2 separate regions of the Mus musculus genome follow, and region 1 is linked to region 2. The links are chromatin contacts, called in public ChIA-PET maps. All regions are on one chromosome and are shown on one strand. The core of a region is the stretch at or near the end of the contact, and the rest is flanking DNA. Distances in the headings are between cores, read along the strand shown.

Evidence for each region. ChIA-PET counts read pairs in DNA pulled down with a chosen protein or histone mark.
Region 1: a contact with region 2 is called in an RNA polymerase II ChIA-PET map of memory CD8 T cells, with 459 read pairs. The contact joins the promoter of Zyx here to the enhancer-like site in region 2. A contact is called at or near these places in 3 of 39 promoter capture datasets (cranial neural crest, hippocampal neurons and liver), 5 of 484 Hi-C or Micro-C datasets (CD4 T cells, CD8 T cells and double positive thymocytes), 10 of 115 datasets of contacts at active chromatin or transcription factors (CD8 T cells, double positive thymocytes, effector CD8 T cells and 7 more) and 2 of 9 other capture datasets (adipose tissue and liver).

What each region holds. Positions count from the first base shown.
Region 1 is chr6:42,348,300-42,351,334 of GRCm38.p6, forward strand. It overlaps Zyx (zyxin), which reads left to right and starts at 1,529. Exons shown (of 10, transcript NM_011777.3): 1 at 1,529-1,820; 2 at 1,958-2,177; 3 at 2,647-2,849; 4 at 2,971-3,035. The coding sequence starts at 1,970.
Region 2 is chr6:41,552,228-41,555,050 of GRCm38.p6, forward strand. It overlaps Tcrb. Among named protein-coding and RNA genes, the nearest start is that of Prss2, 32 kb to the left of the region's middle. Within about 2 kb of position 1,259, at least 89 of the 459 cell types and tissues checked have an H3K27ac peak or open chromatin away from gene starts, as enhancers often do. A contact at or near this core is called in CD8 T cells, adipose tissue, double positive thymocytes and 5 more, where this site is marked.

The sequences.
Region 1 (3,035 bases), core at 279-2,778, 800 kb after region 2:
GAGAAAAGAGAGACTAGCGGGGCCTGGAAAGATGATGAATGTATAGTCATAGATATGACTCAAGGCTTAAGGTTGACAGTAGGAGAGGGCTTTGAATCTCCTAAGACACAGTAAACCTGCCTGGCAAGCTAGAAGGGAGCATGTGAGAGAAAGCTGCCTAGGTTAACTGGCTGGAAATTTCCGTTGTTTTCCAGGCTGGAACTTGGAAGTAATACTGAGAACTATATAGAATTTTCAGGCATGGCATGTTATTTATCTCTTCACATAAAGCAGCAGGCAAACGAACTAAATGCCATCCCTTTTACAATGGAGGCAATGAAACCGAATGAATGAAAAATCTTGTCCACTGAGTTGGAAACCAGGCTCCCTGACCTCACGGAGTTTCTCCATCTTTGCCAACAGGGTTAATTAACTCTGACCTGAGTGCAACCCTTGGGGCCGTCTTTTCAGGTAACATCCCCCAGTTTCTTATCCTAGGTTCATGGGGTTAGTTTGCATGCCCCTAAAGCATAGCTCAAGGACATATACTGACCAACCATACTGGACAGTAGGGTGCAGCAGATGGGGAGCGCCAAGGTTTGGAGCCTCAGCCAGGGATGACAGGGCGAAACCAAAGGAAGCACCGAGGGTTGGATATTGGACTAGAGGCTCTAGCTCGTAACTCTATAATTTGGACGAAGTTTCCGTGTGTTGTTTAAAAAAAAAAAAAGAAGAAGAAGAAGAAGATCGGAAGGGAAAGATGCAAGATTAAGAAAGTAAGAAAAGCAGACACCAGCTTAGTCATATCTCTTTCATGTAGCCTGGGGCAGTCTCAGGCTGAGGAATCTGGTAGGACCAGTGGGGGGCTCCACCGAGCTTTGTCCCGGGGCGCGCTGACAACCCAAAGACTCTTGAGGGACTGGGAAAGGCTTGCTGAAGGGATCCTCAAGGACTAGTCCCCGGGGGCTATTTGGGTCTTCCTAGGTTGTCTGACCACTCGCCCTGACTTCGCCCTTGTACCTCCATTCCTGGACTCAAAGCACTGGACTCTTGTCCCCGGGGCAATACTATTGCAGGCGGGTCTAGGGCAAAGCGAATTCCTAGAAGCCTTAAGAGGCTGCCTAGCTCAGGAAGTTAGCATTCCCCCAGCTTAGGCTCCTGCTCACACACTAGTGGGTTACAGAAGGCCGGCCTGGGAGCCAAGTGCCCGCAGGGCCAACGTCCCTTCACCATCCCCCGCCCACCCAGGAGTACAGTTCCATCCCAGTCCTGCGTTCCGGGACTGACCACAGGACACGTGGGACGCGGAGCTGAAGCTGCAGGGAGGGGCGGGGTCGGTCAATGGCAGGCAGGCCCGGGGTGCGCGACTGAGCTGCTTCAGGACCGCTGGGATTACTAGCCAGCCTGCTCAGCCTGGAGTGCGGACAGTGAGTCAGTTCTCCAGCACTCGCGGGTCGGGAGGAGGGAGGTGGGGTAGGTGGCAGGTCAGGAAATGACATCAGAGGCCTGTGCTGGGGAAGGGTGGTCTGTGCCCGGCGGGGGCGGTGGTGAGTAGGGAGGCCGCAGGCGGACCTTTGCAGAGCCTGGAGCCCGGGGCAGGACCTGGGCCCCTTCCTGGGGGAGTTTCCTGTCGGGTCCTCCCTCCCCGGTCTCTCCCCGCCCCCTCTCCGGGCCGCTCCTTGTATGGTCTGGGCGCCGCTCTCTCCCCGCCCCCTCCCTCCCTTCCCGTGCACGACGTCCCTCCCCGCTTGGCTAGAAGCGGCTCCGGACCGGGACGCAGAGTCCGCGGACTCGGCGCCGAGGCGGTCATCCGAGACGCGCCTCTCACGCTCCTGCGCGCGGTGAGGAGCGGGGAGAAGCTCCGCCGCCCCGGGAAGGGGACGCGGGGAGGCGCGGGTGGGGTCACCGAGGGGCGCTTAGACCGAGGAGTGTCAGTCCGACACCGCTCTGCGTAACCTGACGACCCCACCCCCTGCAGCCCGGCCTGGCCATGGCGGCCCCCCGCCCGCCTCCCGCGATCTCCGTCTCCGTCTCGGCCCCCGCGTTTTACGCCCCGCAGAAGAAGTTCGCCCCGGTTGTGGCCCCAAAGCCCAAAGTGAATCCTTTCCGGCCTGGGGACAGCGAGCCTCCTGTAGCAGCCGGGGCCCAAAGAGCGCAGATGGGTCGGGTGGGCGAGATCCCACCACCACCCCCGGAAGGTATGCGGCTGGGATTGGGGGCCCTGATCTTTCTCGGGCGCCAGGGGTGGGGGTCGGTGGTTTGGGGAATTTGGGGTTGTCTGAAAAGGCTGTTGCGGAGGGGGCTGGGCGCTGGGTGGCTACCCTGTCCTGAGCAGATGTTCTTACCTCATCTTGGAGCTCCTGGCTGGGAGCCAGGACCCTTGGGACTGTTCCAAGTCTCCCGCCTGGGGGTAGGAGGCGGGAATGTGGGCCAGGAATCTTCCCCTCTGGATCCGTTCTCTGAAGTGTAACGGGAGCTGCACGGTTCTTCAACCTGGCTCGTTCTCACTCGACCTGCTTCGCCCAGGGCATCCTGAGCCCCTCGTTATGGTCTGCACACACTCTTGGGATGCAGGAAAGAGTTCTTGGATTAGGGGTTAAAGCAGTCGTCTGAGGAGAGGAGGAAAGAGGGTCGGTACTGATAGCCTTTTCTCTCCTTCCTACCCAGACTTTCCTTTGCCCCCTCCTCCCCTTATTGGGGAGGGCGACGACTCAGAGGGTGCCCTGGGAGGTGCCTTCCCACCTCCACCTCCCCCGATGATCGAGGAACCATTCCCCCCTGCTCCTCTGGAGGAGGACATCTTCCCCTCCCCTCCACCTCCACTGGAGGAGGAGGGAGGGCCTGAGGCCCCTACCCAGCTCCCACCGCAGGTAGGGAGGGCTTGGAAGGGCAGCTTTGCTGGAGATGGGGTGGGGGACACCTCCATGGGCTGGAGAGGAGTGGGGTGACAAGGGAAGACTGGGATGGGTGCTCTGACCCTTGACCCTCCAGCCCAGGGAGAAAGTGTGCAGTATTGACCTGGAGATTGACTCTCTGTCCTCACTGCTGGACGACAT
Region 2 (2,823 bases), core at 9-2,508:
TTCCCTGTCTCCAAGTAGTTTTTTCATCTCTTGTACCTGTTTCTTGAAGCAGGCTGCCTGGGGTGGAGGGTGGGGTGTGGGGGGAGTGGGATATCTCATAAAAGAGTAAACACTACCTGCTGGTCATCGAAGGGAACTGAAAAGGGCCAACGATTATGTCTGCTTCCAACATTTCATCAGGTTTTTAGGAAATTGATTTCAGCTCTCATCTATGAATGTAAGAGTGCCTTGATAGGGAAACCATGCCAAAAGCGGAGCCACCCATCTTGTTATAACCATCGCTGATATAAGTGAAGACTTTGGAAACAGTAACATTGAGTCCAAGTTTTAGGACTTCTTAACAACTACAGCCCTACACATTCACTATACAATGAATTGATCTTCATGAGACCTGGTATCACAAACCATGTACGTGTTAAAGAACAACAACAACATAGCATTGAATCCTCCTTTTCTTCGCAAGTAGTTTTAACTGTCCCCAAAGAGTTCTTAGTTGTCTGAATAAGCCCTTTATCCATTGGGCCGCTCTATGAACATTTGCTGACTATTTGAGTATCTATAATTTTTTACCATGCATATCTTTCTCAGCTTATAATTCTGTTCCCCTAAGAGAGCCTCAGAAGCAGTTGGAGCTTGTAAAGACCATTACTTAAACCTACAAGGAAGAATAATCTTCACTTTAAGAACCACGCCTGCAATAAACATAGACTTGAAAGCCAAAAAGTCTGGATTTGGGCTTCATTTCTATGTTTCCCCAGCTATATGATTTAAGCAAGTGGCCACCAAAGACTTGGCCTCCCCTTGTGTTAAATGGACTCAATCACATGGCTTAATCAATCCACACAATATCTACAGTTCTTAGCACAGGGTAATAACTATCAAGCACTGTAATTTATGTTCACTTAAATATATTTTCCTGGCTCAACACTTCACTTCCAGTTCTCTCTCTCTCTCTCTCTCTCTCTCTCTCTCTCTCTCTCTCTCTCTCTCTCTCTCTCCCTCCCTCTCTCTCTCTCTCTCTCTCTCTCTCTCTCTCTCTCTCTCTCTCTCTCTCATTCCCTCAAATGTACAGTTCTGAGCATTTCTTTCTCCTAGTGGATCAGTTACTTTCTTATAAAAACATTTCAGCTCACTTTTATCCTTCTATCATTCTGAAAGCACTGTATTCAGAAAAAAAAAAAACTCAGCACCAGGTGGGTTCTGACCTACATAGAGTAAAGAGGGAGTTAGTTATACCCCTTGTTTTTGATGTGTTAGGTATCATTTGGGTGGGGCGACTTTTTACCTTTGTATGTCTACATCCTGCCGTTGACTCAGAGATCACTTGGGACTCAAAACTCTAGTTCTTTCACACATGTGCTGCATCTGAGCCATGTACCCCCTCTGTGTGTGCAAATTGTTGCTTTTCTATCTGTGAGGATGTGCAGGAGACCAAAATGTACTTCGGTTCTCTTGCATTTATTTCTTTAGTGCTTCTTCCAAACTTACCAAGTCTCAACAAGATTCTAATTCTGTAGTCCATTATATTTATCCCTCTATCCTCACACTCTCTCAGATGGGATCATGTCGCCTTATTTAATCTTATACAAGTGATTCACAAAATCACAGCAAGATCTCAGCTCGATATGGAGCACATGTTCTCCAAACTCTGCCTGGAGTCCAGGATCTGCTAAAACTCAGAGAATCAGTTCTTCCCCCTCCTCTCTCCCCAGCTGCAGAATGCATTTACCATCTCCAGCTTTCCAGATCCCTTCAATTCCTGTGAACCAAGGTGCTCCATAAGGAGCCTCAGACCCTACTTAGTGGTTTGTTGATGAAAATTCTGCAGGCCTTGTAGCACTGACAGAATGGTAAGTGGGGAAATCTAAGTCCTTCCCAGCTCCAGACACACACATTGTGATATATCTTACAAGGCATCTGACCTGCAAAGGGACAGTGCTGATCTTGAGTCCCATAGTTAACCAGGCACAGTAGGACCCTTAATACTTGTTTCCCTGACCGATTCCAGCAAAGAGATATAGGAACATGATAAAAAAAATAATCTTAAGAAGAACTGTTTTTCATCAAACATCAGCAAGTGAAGAGATGCATTCCTGGGACTTTTCGGTTCCTGAAGACAATGGGGGAAGGGGTGGAAGCATCTCACCCCAGGTCTGGCTGTTTATCTGTAAGTAACATCAGCACCAAGTAAGAATGGCCACCTGCCATAGCTCCATCTCCAGGAGTCACAACAGGATGTGGTTTGACATTTACCAGGTCCTACATCTGGGGTGCCTGTGAATGCTCCCCCACTCACTCACATTCTGAGCATTTTGGGAACCACACTTGCCACATCCTGTCTTCAAACCCTTCTCATGCAGCCCTTTCTACCTCAGCCTCTAGCTATCACCGTGACAGTGAGAACAACCAAGAGGAGGGTCTCTAAAGGGGAACCCATATATCTCATCTCAAGCCCCCCATCTAAACTATCTTACATCTGTTAGAAGTCACACAGGAAACAGAAGCCTTCAGTATGCACCATGGAGACAGGTGCAATAACAGCTCTGACCTCATTAGGGTTCCCATGGCTCCCACATCACCGCTCTTCCCACTTCTCTTTCCACTTAACCCCAACTCCAGTCACCCTCTCTTCACAAGTATCCTCCATTTCCTTCAACTAATGTAATGAGAGCCCATTCATGTAATGAGTCACAGGAACAGAGTCTAAATAATAAACCGAATGAAAAATAGATGGTCTGTCTGTCCTGCATTCATTGGCTGGCTTTCGCTGGGGTGTATCCTCTGTGAGTAAGGGCTGTAAAGTGAATGTGCTTTGTATTTCCT